3 separate regions of the Mus musculus genome follow, and regions 1 and 2 are each linked to region 3. Evidence: chromatin contacts called from public Hi-C and HiCAR-type data. All regions are on one chromosome and are shown on one strand. The core of a region is the stretch at or near the end of the contact, and the rest is flanking DNA. Distances in the headings are between cores, read along the strand shown. Region 1 overlaps Gria3 (glutamate receptor, ionotropic, AMPA3 (alpha 3)). Region 2 has its middle 180 kb from the start of Gria3. Region 3 holds the start of Gria3 (glutamate receptor, ionotropic, AMPA3 (alpha 3)).

Region 1 (3,024 bases), core at 399-2,898, 160 kb after region 3:
TTCAAACTACAACACTTCTGTACAAGTCATCTTTTATATACCACCGAAATGCCTTTTGTCCAACTTTTCCCTATCTGGGATTTTTTTTTTTTTGCCCTTTTCCCTGAGGAAGGGGAAACTAGAAGGGTCATTATTTTGTGGTTGATTTACTACCGTCTTCTCATCATTTTGCATCTGCATCTCTAACACCCAACTTCCATTTGAAAACCTCAGCTGGTTCTCTCATCTTCCCAGTGCTATCCTAATAATCAGCACCAGCATTCCTCTGTATCCAAGCACTAAGTTATCTTCCCATTATTCTCACCCAATAGCTGCAGGTTGTTTGTTTTTAAGTTGGGGACATGAAATCAAGGAAGGCTTTATGCAGGAGGCTGCCTCAACTTGGTCTTTAAGAATAGATAGGAGTTTTCCAGGGAAAGATGAAGACATAGCCAATACAAGGCAAGCACTAGACAATGTCTTAAGAATTGAAGACACATGGTTTCACACATTTCTTTCTTCAGTTTTGTGAAATAGCTATTAGTGATAGATGTCTTTTCCATGTAGGCTACTCAGACCTAGAAAGCCTAAGTTAATTGACCAAAGTTATGATGAAAAGTAGTCTCTAATCTATCAATCTAGCCTTCATTGTTAAGTACACTACTTTATTTTTCCCATGATTATATCCCCTATATTTATTATTTTACAAATGAAAAACTAAGGCTGGTATGTAATGTAACTTGTCTGGGATTATAAAGCTAATAAATATCATGGGAGGTAGGTTTGAGGGTAGAAAGGGAGAAGGAAACAAAATAATTGTAATTTAATTTTGAAAACTACAAAAACATAGATTTATGTGTTGATACATGCCTATAAGCCTAGCACTAGGGAGGCTGAGATATGATCATGAGTTCGAGGCTATTCTAGACTATAGAGACCTTGCTTCAAAATAAATAAATAAATATTTTTAATTAAAAAAAAACCTCTCCTTTAGCATTTAAGCACTATAAAACAGCAAGACTCTTGAAATCAGGAGAAATAGCCTTCTAGAATATGTCTCTCTTCATTTTCAAAATAGCATTCTATTTAAGTTACCTGTTTGTCAGGTTCCCATTTATAAAAGCCAAAGGAAAAAATTTTTTAAATTTCTGGTTGGAGACAAAGTACTTTCTATCTATAGCAGGTTGAGTTAATCATTCTCTCCTTGGTTGTACTTTGTTCATATTTCTGTTCTCGCACTTCTCCCACTGGGCTATAATCATCTGTTAACTTGGCTGTCTTTCCCATTCAAGTGTGACATCCTCCAGACTAGGGCCCAGATTCTTGTGACCTCTGTCTCCCCATGCTCTATCCCCATGATTGGCACCGATTGAGCACTCAACAAACATTCATTAAGAGAAGGAAAAATAAAAGGTGGTTGGTAGAGGCAGCTTTCCATATTTAAAGGGCCTTCAATCCACATTCTTCCTGATTCCGGTGGTGTGCCAGAAAGTGGGCTATTGTTAAAAGGCAAAAGTGTTGATTTGTAGTACCTTGATTTCTGGGTTAATAATTCTAACATTGCTGGTTTGAAGCGACCCAGGATTTTATTAACTGGCTCAGAAGATTCTGAATAGTTAACACGTGGCTTTCAGAAGCTCTCTGTGCTTGGCTGGAAATCAGCAGTTCTTCCTGGGGTACTTGAACCATTTGCTCGCCAGTGTGATCATGAAGGTGGATGAGCTGGCCAGGAGGGCAAGATGATGCCAGATCCAAATAGCAAGAGTGAAGGGCCAAAGGAAACATTTCTGAGTTTAGAGAATTGTATGCTTTGCCCCCCATGAACTAAGCCTCAGTCATTTGTCATCCATTTGCAAATTGAGATCCACTTAAATGACATGGCTCCCAGAAGAGGAACAAAGCTGCCAACTAAGCAATTATCCTGAAAATCACATAGAGTTCCTGAGAGACAGTTATTTTTATTTGAAAATATAAACATGGTCATTCACTCCAACTATCAAATATTTTTACTGATTAGGGTGTCAGATACTGAAAACACTGCACAAATGGAAAATTATTAAGAAAGGCACAACTAAGAACTTGAAAAAGAGACCATTCTATTCTCTGTAGCCATACCAGCTGCTTTCTTTCCACTCTCCGCCTGAAAGCTTCATCAGCTCGAGCTACACGAGGGTCTCTAATATTATGCCCTACTATTTACATTTCAATTTTGCATATAATAATGAAGCTAATAACTAAATGGCAAAATTTGAATTGAAAAATACCACACATCAGGGTTCATGTTTCTTGGTTTTTTTTTTCTAATACATCAAATTTAATGCTTATCAGGCAATTCCTTATAAAATGACGCTATTTATTGTCAAGCACTGAACCTTTTCTTGAAGTTCCTAGTTTAGAAGACATGTTATAGTATCTGATTTATGGGGAGATATCTTACACTTATTTCATCAAAGGACCGGTGGATATTCCTCCTTTTTTATTCAAATGACAAGGCCACTCCCATTGAAATGCCTGCTACTCATCACCTATACAGTCTCTTCAGAATGTCAATGAGCATGAAAATATATAAACAGAAAGCAAAGCCTTGGTTGAACTTTTAGAATACATTATGCATATTAAAACAAAACTCTCTGTGAATGTAGCTATGAGGATTGCCACAAGCTAAGGCCAGCCTAAACTACATAGTCAATTCCTAGGCCATCGATGATTACATAGTGAAACACAGTATTTTAAAAGTAAAAACAGGGAAACTAATTAATTATTTAGGTCTATTTTAAAATGTGTGTGTGTGTACATGTACATATAAATATGAAGATCAGAGGACAACTTAAAAGAGTCAGTTCTCTCCTTCCACAATGTCGGTTCCAGGGATTGAATTCAAGTCTTCAGGCCTATTTTCCTAACCTACTAAGCCATCTTGATGACCCTCTCTTGTGATTTGTTATTAAATCTTCCACATATTGCATTAAGCTACAATAAATTGAATATGAAAGTCTTGGAAGTAAAGCTACCTTCAAAGGATAATCTCTGGTAAAATTCTTACCC
Region 2 (3,216 bases), core at 629-3,128, 180 kb before region 3:
TTCATCTCCATCCCTGGTCTCCATTCAGTCGGTACTTAACTAACCTTCATATTTGTTTAAGAAACTGTTTTCTTCTATCTCATTACCACAATCTCATATTGTTTTTAGTATCTAACCTAATTATATTTTTATTTTTTCTAAACTGAGATTATAAATGCATCATTTTCCTTCTTCTCTTTTTTTCCCTAGAACTCCTCCCACATACTCTTCCTTGCTCTCTCAAATCCCTGGCCTCTTTTCCTCAATTGTTCTTACACTCACTCAAACACATATAATCACACACACACACACACACACACACACACACACACACACACACACACTTCTAAATACATAAATACAATCTGCTTAGTCTGTGTAATGTTACTGATATACATATGTTTTCAGAGCTGATCATGTGATATTGGATAGCCCATTGGGGAGTCCCTCTCTGGGGAAGAATTTCTCCTGCCCTCTGTATTCAATACTAGTAGTTCTATCTATTGCAGGACCTTATGATATTTCCCCATTCCATGTTATCATGTCTGTAATATTATTTCTTGACTATTTCAAGTTCTAGCATCTACCAAAGTTTCTACTGTGGCATGTATTAGAATGGTTTGGTTAATATTTAAGAAGTTATTCGATCTCTCACCTAATTCTCTTACCAGCTAATGATCTTCCATGTTATCTGTTCCACTCTTTGACTTTCCTCCAAGATTTTTCCTTTGGTTAATACCTTTTCGTCATTTGATAGCGTTTAATTTATCTCTCCATATAAATGAGGGAAAGCAATGGCCCTCAATATCTATAGACAGTTGGATCACAAGCTCACCCTCAATCCTCAATTCTTGGTCCTAGCTATGGCTATTTATAAATAAGTTCTGAGCACACATTGTCCAAACATTTGGGAAATTATCCTCAACACTTTGGGTCAGGTCTGTTAAATCACTAATATTTTTCATTGTTACCTCTTCTACAAAAATCCAGAGATATTTTTTAAGCCTCACATTTTCTTGTAGTGTTATTTAAATGATCACAATGTTCCAAATGGTTGCTGATTCCTCCTACATGGAAGACTTTTATAACTAACCCTCTAGCATAAAATTTAATAGTTTTCCAGGTAAATATTACTTTCTCTAAATGAAGAGGTAAAATGGATACCTCTGAATCATGTGCTTTTAAACTTCCCATTCATCTTCCTGGTAAGAATTCGGTATAATCCCTACATCCTCTATTGGACACTATCAAATAGAGGAACACATGTTCTCAGCATAGTTCTCAGTGATGTAGAAACAGCCTTAGCAGGCCTACTGCTAGGTTTAATTCAGATAAAATACACAAGTGAGTATAATCAAAAATGCAAGTGTGCTTTATACACAGATACAAGTTTGTGTGACTGCATGTTCAAAACTGTTTATTTACATTAAAAGAGGACAAAAAAATACCAGTAAGAACAGCTACAGCTTACTGAGGAAAAACTGTAACACTAAGAACCATAGCAGGTGCTTCATCTTGCATGTATCATTTATTGTCCACAGAACCACACCAGACAAGTATGAATATTCCCAATTTAGAGATGATAAAATCCAAGTCAACAAAGTTAAATGGATTGCTTTTCCCATCTACATGACAAACTAGCACATATTTTCTAAACATAAAGCTCATTTCACCATCTAGTGCAACATTGAAACCTCTCAACAGAATGTCTAAGAAAAAAATTTCCTTGAAATTCCATGTTTATCGGCAGTAGAAACAATGTAGCAGTAAGACAAGGAATTCTGAAAGTAAAATCTGGGCCAAGAAGCAGTGGGAAAAAAGCTACAACAAGCTGGTTGTTTCAAAGCAAAGCAATCTAGTGCGTGGCACATCTTTTCAAAGCTGAACCACCTAAATGCTCTCTAATCAGCAGTACTGGAGATATTTTAGGTTTTACTTCAGAGATGAATGTGAAAACTATGGGTCTCGTTTCTCAACACAGCTGTTTCAAATCCCCTGAGGAAGGACACTGAGAGAGAAGGTGGGCACAGTGGAGCTTTTGCCAGATGGTTTGTCTCCACATTAGACTCTTCTCAGCATATTTCATTTGTTTAACTTTATCCTGTCTGCTACCTCACTAAAGATGGTTTAATTCTGAAGATCATTTTTTCTTTGCAGTTCTGTGGGATTCAACACTTCAGTTGATACCACTGTATGTTCAGATTTCATTTTAAACAATGTATATGTTCTTATGTTCTAGAGAAGTATTGTTTGTTCCTGTTTATTAATGGAAGTTCTCAACCTGGGTCATATTCTCTCTGTCTCTATCTCTCTGTGTGTCTCTCTCTCTTCCTCTGTCTGTCTCTGCCTATCTCTGTCTGTCTCTGTCTCTCTCTCTGTCTGTCTCTGTCTCTGTCTCTGTCTCTCTCTCTCTCTCTCTCTCTCTCTCTCTCTCTCTCACACACACACACACACACATATGCAGATTTTAACTCTGTTTTTCTATCTAAGTACTTACCATTCCCTACTTGGTTCTTTAAGATCTTTAGTTTTGAGTCTTGTGTTTAACAACCTGTTCCTTTTTCTCTTTCTAAAGACATTTGTCCTCTCCATTTGCTGTGACTGGAAGTCTTAAAGTTATCATCTACCCTCAACTCCTATTTTCAAGAAAGTATTAATATTTGATGTGAGAATGATTCCTAGATATGATCATACTTCCCTCAAGTTTCTGTTTTAGAAAGTTGCCAATATTCCTTCCCCCAGCTTCATTCTTCATCTTAGATTTTTAAGTTCCACCTTAAAGTCTGTGGAGTCTTATATAGGACAAAATGTTCTATACTCCATGTTTTGCAAACTACCAAAGAATTTAGTGCCTCTACTGATGTACTCTCAAGACCTTATTTTGTAAAAGGAAGGTTTAGGGGTAATAGATAAGGGTATCTCACTTAGAAGAGCTTCAATAAAACAAGCTCCATTTGATTCTAATTATATTTAATTTCACAGAAAAAAATTAAAACATTCTAACAAAAAGATTTGAAAATACGTAGATATAATCCTTGCCACCAAGATAGATTTAGTAACTCTGTCTCTAATTTATTATTTAATAATCCATAGTCCTGGTACCAACAGATAACAAGCTACATATTGCTCTGTGAAGAAGTATAAGCTATCAGACAAAACTATCATTTGATTATCATGCCATCAGCAGTTAATAATGTTGAATTTGATATTATTTCATTTGGAGGGAAAATTAAAATA
Region 3 (3,256 bases), core at 297-2,796:
TAAGGTGGGAAAGAAAGATGTGACAGGAGAGGAGATACCTTTTTGTCCCAAGAGGGGAATAGGATTCTGGAAAGGCATGTAGGGACAAAAGGATCATACACAAACTGCTGGGAAGGAGGCTACTCCTCACTAAGACCTAGGGTGAACTGTAGGAGTTCCTAGATTCTTTTCTCCTCTTAGCTAGGAGAGAGGCAGGAGAGTTGGGTGAGAGTGGTAATCTCTGAAGTCTGCACTCAGTGTGGGGGAGGGAATAGTTGATCCACCTAAAGTCAACATTAAGGGAGCAAAGCAGCAAGGGGCACTTTCCTCCAACCTTAACTTTCAATCCCCACCCCCATCCCAGCTCACTCCCACACTTCTCTCCTTGGTCTGCAGGACTGAGCGTCCTTTTCATTAACCTTTTAGCTCCCACCTCCATACACATACTATGTTCCTATACCCTCTAAAGCAGTCAGCAGTCACAGCCCCCGCAGCTGGCAAACCTGCCTCAGCACTTGGGTAGGGGGAGGGACACACCTCCCAGTGCTGCGGGGATGGGGGAATGCGGGTGGGGGTTGTTCACTTGCCCTCGGATCTCTCTCTGCTGTAATAGCTGAGCTGAGCGGCAGAGACCAGGCATGCGCAGCATCTTAGGGCGCATTGTGATGGGAACTGCTTTTCTGAGTCTCTTCACAAAGACTCAAGAGTAACCACTAACCACCCCTCAAGACCCTTCATCTTTAAGACGCACATACAGATGTAGAGACACTGCAGACTTTTAAAAACAGGAAACTGGTTGCAGCTTGAAAGTCTGGTCCACGTGAGGATTGGTGTATTTCTGTTGATCCCATCTCCGGTGTTGACATACGCCGGCGCCTAGGCTTTGCAGTCCAGAGCTGCAGTTTGCAGTGGAGCTAAGCGGTGTGCGGCTTTAATTCCACGTCAGATCAACTTTGATCAATATCCCCCTACCGGCCCAATTGGAAGAACCCAATTCACCGGAGCTGAGCCTTTGAGGCTTTTAGCTCTTTTCTTCTTCCCCACTCTTTAGATCCACCATCTTCGAGGGCGGGGGAACCCTTTGGTTTTCTTTATAATTTCTTTCTTATTTCTTTATCTCGTCCCTGTTTTGTTTTGTTTTGTTTTTTTACGATTTTGGTTTTGCTCCGGTTTTAATTCTCTCTGTTTCTGTCTCCCTGTGTCTCTATCTCTGTGCCGGTCTCTGTCTCTGCCTGTCTCTCTGTCTGTTCTCTCTCTCTCTCTCTCTCTCTCTCTCTCTCTCTCTCTCTCTTCCTTTCTCTCTCTCTCTCTCTCTCTCTCTCTCTCTCTCTCTCTCTCTCTCTCTCTCTCTCTCAGAAATCGCTTTGGGGAACCCAGCTTGCAGCCAATGAACCCGCCTTCCAGATTGGTGTGAAGACAGAAGTGAGGTGGGGGGGCGTGGAGGGGGTGTGAGAGAGATCCTGGGAGGGGGGAGAGGAAGAGAGGAGAGAGGAAGAGAGGAGAGGGAGAGAGAGAGGAAGAGAGAAGAGAGAGAGAGAAGAGGAGGAGGCGGCGGCGGAGGAGGATTAGTGTGGGGTGGAAAGGAAGAGTGAGCGAGCGAGAGCAAGTTGAGGGGAGGGGGTGTAAGAGCCGGCGAATTCTTTTTCTTTTTCTATTATTATTTTGACGACTCCCGAGTTGCGCCCATGCTCTTGTCAGCTTCGTTTTAGGCGTAGCACAGCCAGGCAGAAGAAAATGGGGCAAAGCGTGCTCCGGGCGGTCTTCTTTTTAGTCCTGGGGCTTTTGGGTCATTCTCACGGAGGATTCCCCAACACCATCAGCATAGGTAAGCTCCCCAGAGCCAGCCAGAGGGGGCCAGGCTCTTCTGCATTTGAAACCCACTACCCTAGTGGGGCTGGGGGTATCGCAACATGAGTCCCTGTCCTGCATGGTTTGGGGACGGTGTCTAGGGATGGGGGACTGAGCTGAGATATTGGAGACCTGAGCTGCAAAGAACTGACGAGTATGGGGAGCATCCAAGATGAGGGAAGGGGTCTCCCGGGGCTAATGCGGGTGGACGGCCAGGTTTTCTGACCGAGGAGCAAGGGAGTCAAGCTGGAGGTTGGGATGCTGCAAGAGGCTAAGAGTCGCGGCTTTTCAGCTCGCTATTCTGGACTTTGCCAGGGCATGCTTGCAGCCACTGGAAGTTGTCCCAGGGTGATACTGCCTGTCTGGCCGCGCCAGGACGCATAACCTGGGCCCAGGTCGCCCCGTCCCGCGTCTCAGGCTTCAGTGAGACAGGACAGTGTTAGAAGAAAAGGAACCCACTTTGAAACCCCCAGACCAAGGAAGTAGCTGTGTGGATGGAGGATGGGGTGGGAAGTGGGGGTGATACAAGGAGTCGGGCAAGCAGGGAAGTCACGCAGACCAAGCATTCATGAATTGCGGCTGTGTCTGTCTGGAGACCAGCTCCAGTAGCCGGAAGGGAGTTCTCCCCGCCTCTGCCTGTATTTGCAAGTAGAGAAGTTAGAATTGTTGCTTTTACTGAACTGACCCCCTGTATTGTCATAGGGGATGATTGGGACAGCAAGGGGAACGAAATTGTTTTTCTTCCCACCCTATCCCCTGTACCCCAGGAGGGAAAATGAACCAGCTGTGTGGCTAAGGGTGGGGGTGGGGTTGGAGTCAGGGTTCGGGGCCAGACTCAAGCTTAAGAAAGAACCAAGTCCCACTTTTAGCTCCTTCATCCTTCCCCTACAGCAGCCTCCTCTTTCTCCCGTCTTTTTAGTTTCCTCCGTGTACAAAACCCAGGTTTTTCACAGTGGAAAGCAGAGTTTCCAAGTCTTGAAAGACACACAGGTTGAAAAAAATCATTCCTCAGTTGAGCTTCCCAGAAACACTGAGGTAGCCTGGTAGCTCCTGTTTGTTACTTTCTAACTCCTGCTGAAGTAGGGGGGACACAAGCCGAATCTCCATTGCCTTTGCTTCTAGGTGGACTTTTCATGAGAAACACGGTACAGGAGCACAGTGCTTTCCGCTTTGCTGTGCAGTTATACAACACCAACCAGAACACCACTGAGAAGCCCTTCCATTTGAACTACCACGTAGACCACTTGGATTCCTCCAATAGTTTTTCTGTGACTAATGCTTGTAAGTAGATCTGCGTTGGCTCCCTTTGGGACCTTAGGGGACCTCATTTGCATTTTGTTTGTGATGTATGGGGCTTTGCAAACGTGTGTGCTGGGGGTGGGGGTGGGTAGTGATTGCCTCAATAAGCAGACTGAGGCAGTTGTCAATC

Evidence for each region. A called contact is a pair of places that touch in the nucleus more often than the background predicts. HiCAR-type assays count read pairs that join an accessible place to other places.
Region 1: a contact with region 3 is called in a HiCAR-type map of kidney, with 5 times the contacts expected there. The contact joins the enhancer-like site here to the promoter of Gria3 in region 3. A contact is called at or near these places in 4 of 39 promoter capture datasets (the C10 cell line, embryonic stem cells, hippocampal neurons and 1 more), 4 of 115 datasets of contacts at active chromatin or transcription factors (embryonic forebrain, fibro-adipogenic progenitors, kidney and 1 more) and 2 of 9 other capture datasets (adipose tissue and liver).
Region 2: a contact with region 3 is called in a Hi-C map of Sertoli cells, with 3 times the contacts expected there. The contact joins the enhancer-like site here to the promoter of Gria3 in region 3. A contact is called at or near these places in 3 of 39 promoter capture datasets (liver and pre-B cells) and 2 of 484 Hi-C or Micro-C datasets (Sertoli cells and cortical neurons).

The regions. Positions count from the first base shown.
Region 1 is chrX:41,561,208-41,564,231 of GRCm38.p6, forward strand. The region is part of intron 4 of Gria3 (glutamate receptor, ionotropic, AMPA3 (alpha 3)); the gene reads left to right. Among named protein-coding and RNA genes, the nearest start is that of Gria3, 160 kb to the left of the region's middle. Within about 2 kb of position 1,649, at least 1 of the 459 cell types and tissues checked has an H3K27ac peak or open chromatin away from gene starts, as enhancers often do. A contact at or near this core is called in kidney, where this site is marked.
Region 2 is chrX:41,215,088-41,218,303 of GRCm38.p6, forward strand. No RefSeq gene overlaps it. Among named protein-coding and RNA genes, the nearest start is that of Gria3, 180 kb to the right of the region's middle. Within about 2 kb of position 1,879, at least 3 of the 459 cell types and tissues checked have an H3K27ac peak or open chromatin away from gene starts, as enhancers often do. A contact at or near this core is called in Sertoli cells, where this site is marked.
Region 3 is chrX:41,399,852-41,403,107 of GRCm38.p6, forward strand. It overlaps Gria3 (glutamate receptor, ionotropic, AMPA3 (alpha 3)), which reads left to right and starts at 1,547. Exons shown (of 16, transcript NM_016886.5): 1 at 1,547-1,804; 2 at 2,950-3,108. The coding sequence starts at 1,714.